Linked DNA regions of Mus musculus: all the other regions are linked to region 4. The links are chromatin contacts, called in public HiChIP or PLAC-seq and promoter capture Hi-C maps. All regions are on one chromosome and are shown on one strand. Each heading gives the region's core, a stretch centred on a gene start, on an enhancer-like site or on the middle of the called end of the contact. The rest is flanking DNA. Distances are from core to core; before and after follow the strand shown. Region 1 holds the start of 1110020A21Rik (RIKEN cDNA 1110020A21 gene). Region 2 holds the start of Camkmt (calmodulin-lysine N-methyltransferase). Region 3 holds the start of Slc3a1 (solute carrier family 3, member 1). Region 4 holds the start of Six3os1 (SIX homeobox 3, opposite strand 1).

Evidence for each region. Promoter capture Hi-C pulls out the DNA fragments that hold promoters and counts their contacts. HiChIP or PLAC-seq counts read pairs in DNA pulled down with a chosen protein or histone mark.
Region 1: an H3K4me3 HiChIP or PLAC-seq map of craniofacial prominence shows a contact between it and region 4, with 5 times the contacts expected there. The contact joins the promoter of 1110020A21Rik here to the promoter of Six3os1 in region 4. A contact is called at or near these places in 7 of 39 promoter capture datasets (the 3T3-L1 cell line, embryonic stem cells, frontonasal cranial neural crest and 2 more), 3 of 484 Hi-C or Micro-C datasets (cortical neurons, embryonic stem cells and stem cell-derived neurons), 18 of 115 datasets of contacts at active chromatin or transcription factors (acute myeloid leukemia, astrocytes, bone marrow-derived macrophages and 11 more) and 3 of 9 other capture datasets (embryonic stem cells, liver and macrophages).
Region 2: a promoter capture Hi-C map of embryonic stem cells shows a contact between it and region 4, with 5 times the contacts expected there. The contact joins the promoter of Camkmt here to the promoter of Six3os1 in region 4. A contact is called at or near these places in 7 of 39 promoter capture datasets (the 3T3-L1 cell line, cranial neural crest, embryonic stem cells and 2 more), 2 of 484 Hi-C or Micro-C datasets (embryonic fibroblasts and stem cell-derived neurons), 25 of 115 datasets of contacts at active chromatin or transcription factors (bone marrow-derived macrophages, craniofacial prominence, differentiating embryonic stem cells and 15 more) and 4 of 9 other capture datasets (adipose tissue, embryonic stem cells, liver and 1 more).
Region 3: an H3K4me3 HiChIP or PLAC-seq map of stem cell-derived neural progenitor cells shows a contact between it and region 4, with 26 read pairs. The contact joins the promoter of Slc3a1 here to the promoter of Six3os1 in region 4. A contact is called at or near these places in 15 of 39 promoter capture datasets (the 3T3-L1 cell line, the HPC-7 cell line, cranial neural crest and 9 more), 2 of 484 Hi-C or Micro-C datasets (embryonic stem cells and gonadal supporting cells), 13 of 115 datasets of contacts at active chromatin or transcription factors (craniofacial prominence, embryonic basal ganglia, embryonic forebrain and 6 more) and 3 of 9 other capture datasets (adipose tissue, embryonic stem cells and macrophages).

What each region holds. Positions count from the first base shown.
Region 1 is chr17:84,955,460-84,959,110 of GRCm38.p6, forward strand. 1110020A21Rik (RIKEN cDNA 1110020A21 gene) reads right to left here and starts at 1,964. Exons shown (of 4, transcript NR_027929.1): 1 at 1,741-1,964. It overlaps Ppm1b (protein phosphatase 1B, magnesium dependent, beta isoform), which reads left to right and starts at 2,542. Exons shown (of 6, transcript NM_001159496.1): 1 at 2,542-2,935.
Region 2 is chr17:85,088,131-85,091,931 of GRCm38.p6, forward strand. Camkmt (calmodulin-lysine N-methyltransferase) reads left to right here and starts at 2,496. Exons shown (of 11, transcript NM_028576.3): 1 at 2,496-2,733. The coding sequence starts at 2,596. Prepl (prolyl endopeptidase-like) reads right to left here and starts at 2,137. Exons shown (of 15, transcript NM_001163622.1): 1 at 1,976-2,137; 2 at 210-745. The coding sequence starts at 422.
Region 3 is chr17:85,026,298-85,029,831 of GRCm38.p6, forward strand. It overlaps Slc3a1 (solute carrier family 3, member 1), which reads left to right and starts at 2,050. Exons shown (of 10, transcript NM_009205.2): 1 at 2,050-2,561. The coding sequence starts at 2,135.
Region 4 is chr17:85,616,643-85,619,975 of GRCm38.p6, forward strand. Six3os1 (SIX homeobox 3, opposite strand 1) reads right to left here and starts at 1,754. Exons shown (of 4, transcript NR_038085.1): 1 at 1,415-1,754. It also overlaps a transcript of Six3 not described here.

The DNA of each region.
Region 1 (3,651 bases), core at 714-3,213, 660 kb before region 4:
GTAATTAAACCCTTCTTGATTCCATAATGAAGCCCCTTGAAGGGGTAGTCAGAGCTAAAGTGGGCTTACTTTCTTTTCTTTATTGAAGCTCACCTACAGTATGCAAAATCAGAGAAAGAAATTTTTATGGCTGTCTCCAATTCTCAGTCACTGGGTCTAAGAATTGGTGTGCCAAACCAAACCAAATCAACCAACCAAACAAACAGTCAACTGACCAAACAACCAAAACCAAAACAAAACAAAAAAATCTAGCACCCAAAGACTACTTTTAAAAATTATCTTTCGAAGTTCAATCTCCAGAATCACAATAAATGAAATAAAATTGTATTGTAGTGAGCTTTCTCCCCAGAGTGAGCTCTGGATTTTGTAGGCATGAATGTAGCTTGGAACCTCAGGTGATTCTAATTTTAGGAACCTGTTTGCCCACTATCCTGAAAAAACACCATGTGTGCTGGCTACATTCTAATGACAACTTGACACAAGCTAGAGACATCTGAGAGGAGACAAACTTTCATTCCTAAGAGCTGGCTGTGGGCTAGCCTGTAGAACATTTTCTTAAGTAGTGATTGATGGGGGTGGTGGGGGTGGGTGGGGGCAGCCCATTGTGTGCGATGCCATCCTGAGCTGGTGGTCCTGGATTCTATAAGTGGGCTGAGCGGGCCATGTGAACAAGCTAGTAACCTCTCCATCAACTCTTATCTGCAGGTTTGAGTTCTTGTTCGGCTTCCTTCAGTGATGGGCTACAGTGTAAGTCCAATAAACCCTTTTCTACTCAAGTTGCTTTTTGGTTGCCATGGTGTTTCATGGTCCCAATAGAAACCTTAAGACAGAGTTCTTAAACTTGAAGTTCCAGAGAAATCTGAATTGCAACCAAATGTTTATTTCCGCCAGTTTCACTTTGGAAATTGCTTCAGAAATATGTCCTTCTTTTCAAAGCTGAATTTGCACTCCCTTAGGTCGGTCTAAACCTAAGTTGTCCCAACTAACTTATACCTAAGTATGAATAAGATCGAAAACGTCTTTCAAAGACTTGAGCGAGTTTAAAAACTCTTCAGGTGAGCGCTTAAGTGCCCCATTACACTTTGATCTGGAAGAATTAACCTGGTTCACTTTCTAGCTCAATGTGGTTACTAGATGACCGTTTTCTCCCGGCCTTTGTGAAGCCTTCCGAGTAATCATACCCAGAGGGAGACTCCTTTATGTCATCATTACCCTTTGCAGACGTTCAATGATTACCTACCATTCCCAGTCTGGGACTGCCTGCCTTACTTTTGTATCTCCAGTTCTACCTACCACGCTTAGCAAAATGCAGGTGCTCTTTAAGAGAGGAATGACCTAGTGAATGTCAAGAGCCTAGACAGGAGTTTTAAAAATCAGACTCAGAAACAAAACACGGAACTGCCAAGGGCTGGAAGGCAGGAGGTCGAGGTAAATAAGAAGAACGAACAATCTGAACCATTGCAAAATCATCCCGAAGGGATCTCCTGTCCCATTTTCTCAAGTGGCTTTTCAGCCTTCTCAACTTCCCGCCCACTCTCCCCTGCTGGAGACAGGTCATGCAGGTATCCCAACAATGAGGCTCTGATTGGTCAGAGATGATTTCATTGTTAGGGAACATCCGGGCTCTTTCCCTCCCTGCATCACCTCCCCAGAGCCCTACGCGCCCAGTTTTGCACTCTCGCGTGCGCCCCACCCGTAGTTGAAGCAAAACAACGCCTCTCTCCAGGCCCTTTCTCGAACCTTTCTGAGCTCTTCCTTCACAGCTCTATGCCAAAGAGAGGCGGCCACTTCTTCCAATGAGGGTCTAGGGGCACTTCTCTGGCCAATCAGAAGCCGGCTCTCTCCACTCCGGGTGGGACCAATTTCCACCTATAACTGGACTGCCCGTTGGTTTCTTTATGGTGTTCGTTCTCCGCGAAGTGTAGAGGTCAGAACTGCAGGGTCCGCAGACTCGGGGCTTGGCCATCTACGAATACTAGCCAATCCCTTTTAGGATACTTTTGCGCGTTCATTTAAAAAAAGCCGAAGTGACGGACTTGGAAATTGGTTTCTTGACGGACAAGTAGAGGAAGCCAATAGTCGGAGGATCAGGCCGCCATTTGAACCAATCAGAAAAGGATATCGGTCTTCGAGTTGGGGCGTAATTTGACTGACGGAGGACTCTACCTATGGCTACTAGGGTGGGCAGGTCGGTGACGTCAGGAGTTAGGGCAAGGCGGAGGTGGGGCTGAATAAAGTAAATGGTAATGAAGGGTTGGGCCTCACTGGTGGGCGGTGTGTGATGGATAGTTGACCTTGCCAATTAAGGTGGGCACTGACGCCCAATGAGAAATTAAAGACTCAGAGGCGGGGCCGTGTGGGCGGGGAAAGAGAAGCACAGAAGATACTAGGGGCCAGGTTGGGCGGGAGAACGTAGATTGACAGGCTTCTCAGCAAACCGAGGGCAGCGGTGACACACGCGGCGTCCCAATGGGTGCCCTTGGGGGGCGGAGCCCGAGGAGGGGCGGGGAAAGACGGCGGTGCGGGGAGGGGAGGGGGGTTGCAGAAGGAGCGGAGCGGCCGCTGCTCAATGGCGGAAAAGCCGCTGGTGCTCTGACCGCCTGGTCCCCCCTGGCAGTTGCGGGGGAGTTTCCTGCCGGCGCGGCTGGAGTCTCTGTTTCTCCGTGTCCGGTGGCTGGAAGATGCTCCAGAGAGATCAGGCTGCGGCGGAGGAGGTGGCGGCGGCCGAGTCGGCAGCGGCTCTGGGTTGGAGAGAAGGCGGCGGCGGCGGTGTGAGGGGCCGGACGGTGTAAACAGCTCGGGCGGCGGCGGTGGCCGAGCCCCCGAGGGCGAAGCGGCGGCGGAGGCGGTGTCGCGTCTCGGGAGAAAGCCGGGGGCCGCGGGCGGCTGTGCGGCGGGCGAGCCCGCGAGACCTCCCTTTCTACCTTCGCCCCAGGTAAGGCCGCTTTGCGCCCAGCCGAGTGGGGGAACGGCCGTCCGTCCGTCCAGCCTGCTCTCGGAGCACCGGGCTAGGCCCAGGGCCTGGGCTGCCGCCGCCGCCTCCGCTTGCGCGCGAGGCTTCGCGGGGCGCGGCGCGGCGAGGGAGTAGTTTGCCGGGGCGCGTGGAAGTCCGCTGCTTCCCCTCGCGCCGCGGCGTGCAGGCAGCGCCCATGGGCGCGCGGGCCACCCCAAGGCCGCGGCTCACCCAGTCCTGCCCGCCGCTCCGGAAAACACCTTTCGGTGTGGCTCTCTCTCCCGGTCGCTTTCTGCCCTCCCCTGCGCTCCGCTCTCCTTTCTTGTGAAATCTTTCTGGTTTTTCTGTCTGTGCCTCTCCGGGCCTCCTTCCCCCTCCTGTGCTTTAAACCGTTTGTCTTGCTCCTCTTAGCCAGACTCGGGGGTTCGTGTCTGTGTGTTGCCCACCAACCACGGTCCGAAAATTTCGGGTGTCGTGCTTAACAATGGGCTTCTTAAATGAAATTACTATGAACTCCATCTCAAGTTTACATGAATTCCATTAAGAATAGACTGGACAGTATTATGTGATCGGTCATTACTTTTTATCTTTAAAAGCCTTTAAGGAAAGAAAGTATCATTAAGCATAGCTGAAAAGAACCCTGAAATAAACTTATATAAATGAAGGGCTTGGTGAATGTTAGAGCCATTTCTTCATTT
Region 2 (3,801 bases), core at 1,246-3,745, 530 kb before region 4:
ATCTGCATTTTTATATACATTACAGCTTTATAGGTTCACATACATTCTTTTGTACTCATATTGACTACAGGTATTTGAGCCTAAAAAAAAAAAATCTTAAAACCAAATTAGAATTACTGAGAAAATGAGTAATGGATACCTTACCCATTATTTATGAACTACAATTAGTATTAATGGCCTACAAACAGATTAACTCGAACAGTCCATACCTTACACGAGAAGCTCCGACTTGGGATGTTTCTTGCTAATCCTGCTATCCTGGGTTTATTCTGCAGACACTTGGTTAGGTGGTACTTTTTCAATCTTACTCTACTGTAATAAGGACCAGCGACGTTACGGTAACTCTGTTTCTGCATGCAGTTCCCAAGATGAGGAATACTATGCTTCAAAGCTCGGAGAGAGAATTTGGCCGTCTGCAGCATGGTGGCAAAGTCCCTGGTTTTTGCTCCCTTAGGGGCTGCCAGCACGTGGATGATTTCATACGTATAATTATACAGTCATGGGATCTTAGTGCATTTGAGGTCCCCACATCTCATCCCTCCCCTGTGGCGTCATGAGCCCCTTAGGTTACCAATTACTGTAGACATCTGATAACTTAGGTTAAACACGTTTAAAACCTTGTATGCGTTAAGTTCATTCAGATCATACTTCTTGGCAGGCGGGACTTAATAAACACGTCATCTGTAAAGTCAGTTTTCCTAGGGACAAGCTAAGCAGCAGTGACTCTGGAGAACGTATGGACAAACTAAAACAAAACAAAACAAAACAAAACAGAAAACAAACAAAATAAAATAATTTGCAAATGAGTAAATGAACTTAATGGGAATCTCAGGTACTCAGAGGGGGTTCAAAAGCAAGATGGCTTTTATCTTACATAATTCTGGGCATATCATTGGGATGTGAAAGACAAATTAGAAAAAGCCTAAACCATGACATAAAAGGGGGATGCTTAGTTGTTGAGTGAGGCGAGGCGCCACATAGTTTTCACCTAGCTGTCTAGTTTAAGCTGCGTGTGCACTCGATGAGTGAGCTAGAGCTGGTCATTGTCCAGGTGGCCCAACTGTGGCTCTGGGGAGCTGGAGACACTCCCCCAACTCACTGATTCAGTGAACCGCCCAACTGACTGGCTCCTCCTCCTAGAGGAGCAATTGGATTTCACCATAAAAGGATAATGAATTAAAAACAACTGTAAGATGCACAAATAAAATGTCGAGTCATTTTTGGTTTCTTCTGGAAGGTAAAGATCATTTTAACTTCCATAACTACAGACCCAGGTTTAGGTCTTGGGCCTTGTACACTAACTGCATCTGGATTCAATTTTTTCACTTGTGGAACAGAAATTAACCATAGCACTTAATCTCTGCGGTTGTAGTTTTGTAACAAAACCAAACAATTTATTTTAAGAACTTAGTCCAAGTACCTGGCACATAGTAACCATTCAACAAAAGGTCGTTAATATTATTAGCATAGGGATAATTTAGCTATGCTAAACACTGTTGAGTGTAAAATGAGAGAAATCTTCTCTAACACGTTCCTTGGTAGCACAGAAACACTGCGTCAGTTTTGCCATAGATCCGACCAGCTATGACGCCCCCTCCCCCCCTTAATCTCTTATGTCGCAGCAAAATAATGGGCCAGTGGAGCAGTAGCCTAGAAGAAAAATGCTTTTAAATCGCTTAGTCTGTCCCCATAGCTCCAACCCATTCATCCACCATCTGCATTGAGAAGACCCTGTGCGAGGATAGGGAGACTGGTGGGGTAAGTAAGCAAATGGGTGCTCCCGGAGCACCTCCTCGTTTCCCGGTGCAACTGTGCATCCCGAACACGTCGTATTCACAGGACGTGAGGGAATGGTACGGGTCAGAACGTACAGAAGAGACAGGGATCAAAAAAGGGACCAGGGAAGTGAGGAATGGCTGGAAGGTGGGCAGAGGAATTAGGAAAGGGGAACCATCAGCAACCCTTCCATACGTACGCAAATCGAAAGACAGCTGGACGAGCGAAGGTAGAGAAGACAAATACGAGAAACCGAAGCTCTCCAGAAGGAGCTGCAGTCACCTCAGCCTTGTCCAGCCGAAGCCAGCCTCCAGCACCCAGCAAGAAAGACAACCTACCTCGCGCCGCCCAGAGCTAGTTTGCAGCACGCCGGTCTACGTAACACCAACCCAGACCGATAGGGAAGCGCATTTCGCCATCTTTATTATGGCCAGTGGTGGGCTTTTTCTCTTCCTGAACTCACTCATCTTAGGAGACAACTGTATTTCGGTTTTCTGGTATTCCGGCGAGCAAGAGACAAAGTGAGGAAAAAAAGAAAACAGCGAGGAAAGCCCTGTCTGCAGCTATTCCACAGTCCCCTCCCACTCCGGCTCGCCCTCACTTAAGATGGCCACCAGAAAAAGTGGTGCAATGAAGCGACGCCGCTGCTTTGGTTGCCAAGGAGACGCTAATACCGGAAATGCGGAATTCGGGGAGGGTGCACGGAAGAGCTGTGGGCCAGAGGCCGGGCGTCACAGGTCCTGACAGGGAAGAAGTTGGCAGGTCCTGACTGGGGAGAGCCGTGGCGGACGCAACCTCCGGGTCCAGTCAGCTCTGGAGATGGAGTCGCAGGTCGCGGCCGCTGGGGCTGCAGAGACTGAGGCAGAGGCGGGCAAGCGTCCCGCGATGGGCAGTGCCAGCCAGGGCTCGCTGGTCTCGGCGCCCAAGGGGGCCGTCCGGTGGCAGCTTCTGCGACAGGTAAGGGCGAGCGCTCGCCTGCCCTGCCTGTGGCCACTCCCCTCGCAGGTAGCAGGCAGCCCGTTTGTCGGGAGCCAAGCGAGAAGCGCCCCCTTGCTCCTTCATCTCCGCTGTCCCGCTGTCCCACCAAAAATGGGAGAGACTCTGGCGGGGCTGGAGAGCGGGACAGCCAGAGCGAGCTCTCAGAAACTCAGAAAATCCTTGTGCTCGCCTGTCTGGTGGGTGGGACCGCCTGTCTTCTCCGTGTGCTGCTCTTCTTTCCCGCCCCCTTTCCATCCTTATTTTATTTTTTGCTTCTTAACTCCCAGCCTGGTCACCTGGGTGCACTTTTTGGTCCCACATCTCTGGAGATCCGTGAGGTTCACTAATGGGATGGGGATTCTGCACGCGTTTCCTGGTTTTGTATATGGGAGAGTAAAGGGAGAGAGGGAAACCTACTGCTTGCTCCTTTTCCCGCCACGTGAAACTAAGTTTGGAGTCATTATTGGGATACTCGCTGCCCAAGGTTTAGCAACGAATCCAGATACTTCAGTCTTCCAAACCGCTCCAGTGAAGGCTGCTGTGTTTATAAGTTTTCTTAGTCATTGTGACTCCTCACAGCAATAGGAAAGTAACTAAGACAGTGGCCGGGGGGCAATGAGTCCTTAGTCTGTTATTTTACTTAGTTATTGCTTTTTAACAACCACATGTCGTATGTCATGCAATGTCTGTGAACCACCTGGTAGTCTCTTGATAAAACCTGAGTGGTTTACGGTTGTGTACCTGGTCTATATACCCATAGTTCTCAGAGTTGGCTGGCATGTTCTCCCAGTTATGGTAGAGTGTATAAGAGCAAGAGGCACATTTCAAATCCCTGCTTACATGATGTCTGTTAATATGCTATGTTACTTAGCTTCTATTATTACTGTGATAAAAATGCTAGGCAATGCAATTTAAGAAAGGAAGGGTATGTATTGGCACACAGTTTGACGGTACAGACTTTAGTAGGAAAAATCAAGGCTCAGGATCCTGGAGCATTGTGTGAGCAGTCAGGAAGAACAGAGCGATGGATGAATATGAGTTAGTTCC
Region 3 (3,534 bases), core at 800-3,299, 590 kb before region 4:
TGGCACACATTGCCAAATTACTTCGTAGATTTCATTTGTCTAGATAAGTTTCCTTATCTGCAGAATGTGTTGTTAATGTGATTGAGAAACGCTATTTTTTTCTGTGGTATAATAAACCATTCTGTGTGAGATGTCCATTTAAACCATCTCTTCCAAGTTTTCTGCTGACATTTAATGTCTGACCGGGTAGTATGAAGTTCCACGATATGCACATCTGCGTAAGATCTGCCAGCATAAACGTTTCATGTTAAAGGTAAGTGCTTTGGTTGCTTGCTTGTTGCAGACATATCCTACGACTTGTGGTTTGCCCTTAGTGGCTCTGCCTTGGTGTAGTAAACTGAAAAGTGTTACTCTAGTGGGCCAAGCAGTGAGCTCACGATTTGTTTTATTGTTAAAAGTGCCCTCCAGGCCAGAGCCCAGCTACTAGTCCAGTTCCCACACATGCTCAAGGACTGTAGTGTGTGCAACCTCAGCCACAGTGTGGGGAGGGTGAACAGGGATATTTCTATGGTGTGTTTATTATTTGACAGATAACAGTATCGAGACATGAAAAGGAGCTCATTCCATTAGCCACCTCTGAATTCAAGGCCAGCCATGTCTGTCTGCTATAGTGACTTCTGAGCTAGCTAGAGATGCATAGTGAGACTTGGTCAAAACAAACAGCAGCACACAACTGCTTCGTTATAAAAGTTTCATGTATAATTAATGATGAGAAACACCATTGCAGGGTATGAGGGGGGTTGACATGTCATGACTGCATTAAACAAGAACACTAAGTTGCTCTACAGAAAACCCTGTAGTATTGGGCACCCAGACAACAGGAAACAACGGGTGCTGCACCTGGGTTCGACCCCAGAACCCAGGCAAAGTGGAAGGAGACATCCAACTTGACAGTGTCCACTGAACCGTCTCTCAACACCGCATCCCCCCCACCCACCCACACACACACAATTTTTTTAATTAAAAAAAAAAGTCTAATCAAAGCTTCCAAGTGTGGCTGATCATCTCATTCCTTGAGACCTGGGGAATCTCTAAGGCCAGCCTTTCAGCAAGTTTCTGGGGACTTGCAAATGTGTCCTACACTTGTCAATGATTAAACAACTGTTACGTGCAAGGATTAAAGACTGTGTGCATGTAGTACAACGCATGAACTTGCAGTGCTCAGCATCCTGCTCCCCCACCTCCTGGAAGTGCTTACAAGAATGTTTGAGCACACATACAGAGCTTAGTCATACACAAGGGCTGTCTGGAGTCAGCCTGGGATAAAATGATGTTGCCTGCCTCCAGAGCCACCTCCGTGGGTCTATAGGAAGACACTTTAAAAAAAAAAGGGGACAGCCAGTTTCTCCTTATTAGTTCAAGATCATTTTTATACCTAGCTAAAGAAAGAACATGATGCTTCAACCATTGTAAAACAGATTTAACACTACCCATTTCTTTAATAATTGGCTCAGTGGCAAATGGTCTGCGTTGTTGTAGGACCACAATTGTCCATCTCGAAAACTCATCAAAATCCCCAGGTGGAATTCTATTCCATTGGCCAACAGTTTCCCACAGTTCCTCTGAAACCCACAAGCACCCGTCTGTTTTCTGCTTCTGTGACTATAGGTTCTTTCTCGAAGGGGAACCACACAATATTTGTCTTGGATGTGTTTTTTTTTTTTTTTCCTCAGCATAATGTCCCCAAAGCCCATCCATCCTGTAGTATGTATCAGACTTGTTTCCCCTTTCAGGGAATAATTTCTGTGCGTTCATTTCACATTGCCCATCTCTCTGGGTCCCCACCATCCTTTGTAGTTTTGTGAATCGCATTACTGTAGGCAGTTGGTACTCACACAAGTAGCATCTTACAGCGTTTGGACCCTGCCTCTTCTCCGCAGTCTCCTCCTTCACATACTGTTACTGTAGATGAGTCAGCCACCCGGTATAAAGATAATTTTTGCACACACACACACACACCCCTCCTCCCGACCCCCTTTATTGAACTTTACGCAATCTTCCTTGGCTGGACAAAGTCCAGCCATGATTATTTATAAACCATTCAAAGCTCATTAACAAAGCACAGCGCTCAGCAAGACACCTTTCTACCTCTGTCCCTGCTGGAAAGCACCAGGAAGAGCTACACAGGGTAGACATGGATGAGGACAAAGGCAAGAGAGACCCCATCCAAATGAGTTTGAAGGGATGCCGAACCAATAACGGGTTTGTCCAAAATGAAGACATTCCGGAGCAGGACCCAGACCCAGGCTCCAGGGACACCCCACAGCCCAACGCCGTGAGTATCCCTGCTCCAGAGGAGCCTCACCTAAAGGCGGTGCGGCCCTATGCAGGGATGCCCAAGGAAGTACTCTTCCAGTTCTCCGGCCAGGCTCGCTACCGGGTGCCCCGAGAGATCCTCTTCTGGCTCACCGTGGTTTCCGTGTTCCTGCTCATTGGAGCCACCATAGCCATCATCGTCATCTCTCCAAAATGCCTTGACTGGTGGCAAGCAGGTCCCATATACCAGATCTACCCGAGGTCTTTTAAGGACAGTGACAAGGATGGGAATGGAGACCTGAAAGGTGCGTGTTCGCCGCTCAGGACCAACTAGTGGAGGGTGGTTTGTGGCCCCATTCTGTGCCTGGCTTGTGTTGTAAGCACATTCCAGGGTGGCTGGCACCCATTTCCTGGGAGTTAATTCAAGCCCCACGCAGCAGAAGTCAGCAAGCCTTGCTCTTGATGCAAGGCTATCTGCTGAAGGCTTTAGAGCCACGGGGTTGTTGAATCTCTCGTCCACTAAACCCATGCACATGTTCACTCGTCGATCCTGAAATTTTGTAGCTCCGTGTTTCATCTGAGACTAGCTCTCCTGGCACAGGCACAGCTTGTAGTCTAGCTGAGAGTTTATTAATAAATACATCGTGTTATATAAATGTGATGTCTGCGGAAGGGGAAGACTCTTCAAGTTTCAATCCTGAGAGAGGAGAGCAAGCTAGAACCAACAGTGTGTTAGTTGTTGCCTAATAATGGATTTCCCACAGCAATAGCCATAGTAGTAGAAGAATAGAACCAAAATTTTGTATTTTTTAAAATTAAACTAAAAGTCCTATATGTAATTTCTTATCCTTATAATTGAATGCTCCATCGGTCATGTTAAGATTGAAACTGCTAGACAGTGGGCGTAAACTGGATTGGCTGGGTCACCGTGGTTTAGGACAGAATAGAGTTGGTTGCTATCCCTCTGCTTGTAATGAGTTCCAGGACATCCTGGACTAAACACACACACACACACACACACAGAGAGAGAGAGAGAGAGAGAGAGAGACAGAGAGAGAGAATATTTTTAAAGGGCGTGCAGTAAGAAGAGATAAACTAGGAAGGAAATTCTTTTCTTGCAATGATTATTTGTTTGAAGAAGAAACCAAGATGGTGTGGTAGAGTCAGTGCGTGAGCACACCCCCACCTCCTTAATGAAAGGCTTCTTTTTGTACCCTGTCCGGTTGTTTCCCTTTCTCTGACTTTTTCTCCTCACTCTCAGTGCTGTGGATGTGGATC
Region 4 (3,333 bases), core at 504-3,003:
ACGGAGCCAAACCCCTCTTGTTTGAGGATGTGGGGGGTGGAAGGGCCTTTAGCGGGCGGCGGGGCTCATTAGGCAGAGCGGGGTGCCGAGAGGTGCGCGCTGCCGGCCCCAGAGGCCGCCTTTGAGCCGTCGGGGCGGCTTCATTAAGCAGCGCTAACAAGGCGTACAAATGCCGGGCCCAGCAGCTTTTTTGCAATGGTGGGGCCTTAGCAGGGCGCCAGGCTAATGAGGGTCACTCAAAGGGGCTGATCAAATATTCAAATTTCCCCTCACGCCGGGAACTTTTATGCACCAGGAAAGTTGAGGCAACTGAGCTGTGTTTACTGTCCAGAAGGACAATTACGTGGAAGCCTGGTGCCCGGAGGCTAAAAAAGGGAGGGGATATAAGGGGGAGGGAGCAGTTGTTGTTGTTGTTTTTGTTGTTGTTGTTGTTGTTGTTCAAAGGAAAGTAATCGGAGTCCCTGAAGGGCTTCGGGGCCTCTCCGCCTGAGTACTGCGCTCCCCTGCGCCCTCCCTGGCGGTCTGCTCCAAGCTCCTTCGTTTGCAGCTTGCGGGGAGGCCCAGACCACCCGCTACCCAGCAATCTCTCTGTCTTCCAATGTCCTAGAGCCCGGAAGAGGCGTTGCCCCCAGGACAAACCTTCCTGACCGTTTGGGTCGGCTGTTCCGGGTTGAGCATGGGTGAACTGGGTGTAGCTGTCCCAGGCCTTCTGGGACTCGCTTTCCTGGGCTTTCCCTGTAGCCCCAAACAAGGAGGAAGTGTGCTTCCCGCAAAGTCCTCTGACTGTATGAGACGTTATCAAGGCTGGGTTGCAGCTGATATTTGTAAATAAATGCCCCGCAGAGCAGGACTGAACACTCCCCAATTCAAATGCTGCATTTCTCCCCGCAGATCCGGTAGGCCAGGGTTGAAGGGTGGCGACAGATTTATCTGTGCAGGTGACCTCTGTGGGTACCAATGCCATAGATCCACCAAGTCCCCAGTCCTTGAGTCTGAGAGGAGAGAGAGAGAGAGAGAGAGAGAGAGAGAGAGAGAGAGAGAGAGAAGAGATCTAGAGGCCCTACAAGCCAATCCCCTAGGGTTTTGTGGCTCTGAGAGTATCGGAGTGCAGGCGGTGCTCAGCATCCCACCCACTCTGGAAGTGCCCTGGGCTCCATTCCGAGCCCTCGCTTTACCCACCCCAGATCAGGGAGCAAAGCAGCCTGGGTCCTTTGCACCAGCTCCTCTCACCAATGCTCAGCGAATGGGATTTTGGGGAGACTCCAGAGGTTCACAGACACCCTCTCCAAAAATGCACACACCCAAACCTTTTAGATCAAGACCCTGCGGAGCCTCGGCGGGATCCAGTCCTACAAAACGCATCAGGAACCACCCGCCCCGCCTCCCTGCTCAGCTTTCAGGACTCTCAACTTACCGGCTTCGGGAGGCAGCATAGGGCTTCCGGCCTGGGCTGGAGAAGCGCAGGCAGCGTTGTGGCCAGGAGGTGGGCTCAGAGGGCGGCGCAGAGCCTTGCTTGGGGAGAGGCTCTCGGACAGTCGGGGTTGCTGCGGGCCCGAGCCGGGTAGGGTCGCGCTCAGAGCTGTGCGCCCTGCCTGCGCCCTCCTCCCGGCTTAGCGCTTACAAGGCGCGGCCGCCAGAGAACTGCAGAGCCCCGCGGGTCCACCGGAGACCAGGCACTGGAGGGAGTATAGGGCTGGCCCCGAGCAGCATCTGTGATCCTTTTGCCTCAGTTCTTCATGAGTGGCGAGGGTTTTCGATTTCAGCGCTGTCGGCACAGCCCTCGGCACCTGCCCAGCCTCCCTCCAGGCCTGGATCCCCCCCACTCGGAGGCGGGGGGTTGCGGGGATTGGGAGGGACTGGCCGGGTTCACCCGCCCGCCTGGCGCCTGGGTCCCCGGCTCCGGGGGATGCAGTTTCGGGGTCACGAGCTGCTTTCAAAAAGTTGAACACAATATTCGGAAACCCACCCGTAGGAATTCTCCCCCTCCACACGCGGCACAATACCCACTCCCCTCCCCCTTTTCATTCCTTCCTCCCCCTGCTTCCTCCTCCTGCCCCTTCTCCCTCCCACCTTTCAGTCTATAATCCTTCCCCCTACAAGAGAAAGGGGTCCGGAAGAAAAGATGAAGTGTCTGTTTTTGTGTCCCAACCTTTGGGCTCTTTCTGGGCCCGCAAAGAGCGACCGCCCAGAGCCTTGCAGTTGAGCGGAAAAGCACTCCTGGTGCAGATGAAGATGTTTGGAGAGAGAGAGAGACCGCCAAAAGTGGGGCTCGACGGATCTACCTTTTAGGGTGAACATTATTCTGCCCTGGTCAGCGAGTTTAGGCCCCTGAGCTGCCCCCTGCTAAAGAGCCAGTATAGTCCCCTAGCCTAACCCAAACATTCGGTGTCACCCTCAAACCGAGTTTGCACTCCTCGGCCCTTTAAAACCTGGCACTGTCGGATCAAGGCCTAAGAAAGATCCGAGCTTGAGATTTAGGGCCTGCGACCATTTTGGCTCCAGCCTCCAGTTGGGTTCACGTTTAAATTCTCCCACAACTTCTTTTTTTCCACTTCTCCCTCATTGAGCTCTCCTGAGTGGTGTGTACCCGGCGCCGCGCCCCCAGATCTGCATCGGAATGTAGAAAAGATCTTTTTAAAAAAAGTTTTGAATTCCTCAATGATTTTTCTTCTGGAAAGGCAGCTTAGGATAATTATTTCAGCTTTATTGAGGGCAGATTAGTTGAAGTCTGGGCGCTGCGTTTCAATACGCGTTGTACATGGGCCGACAATGTGGGCATTGTTAGCTACTGTGTGTGAATCCATTCAACATATACACTTTTTAACACCAGTCCGAATCCTGTCTAAATATACACAGTGCGTAGGGAAAGATGTCTCTGACCCGGACAAATCTGCGTAAATCACACTTCCATAGTTACAGAAGCCTCACAAAGGGAGGCCGGCCTCAAGATGCAGATTACAACTTCTCACAAGCAACATACCTAAGAATAAATAAATGCCCGGGCCTGGCCCAGAGGCTGTGGTAGCCGCAGGCAGGAAAGACACTCTGAGTTCTTTGGACAAGGGGAGTCTGTTTCAGGGTTATGATATTGCTTTATGTATGGAGAATTTTGGCTTTAATTATGTATTGTAGTTATTTACATTATGAGCTTTCAGGCCTTGGGCGCTTACTCAGGGTGGCCTCTAAAGTTTCTGTATCTTTTGGGGGATGTTGGGCATGACAGGGGTTGTACCCATGGTAGGAAAAGTGGGCATCCTCCCCTAGGTCCAGAGTCCCTAGGTTTCTGGCCTCCTGTTGCTAGTCTACCACTGTGGGAGACAGCTGAAGTCTGGG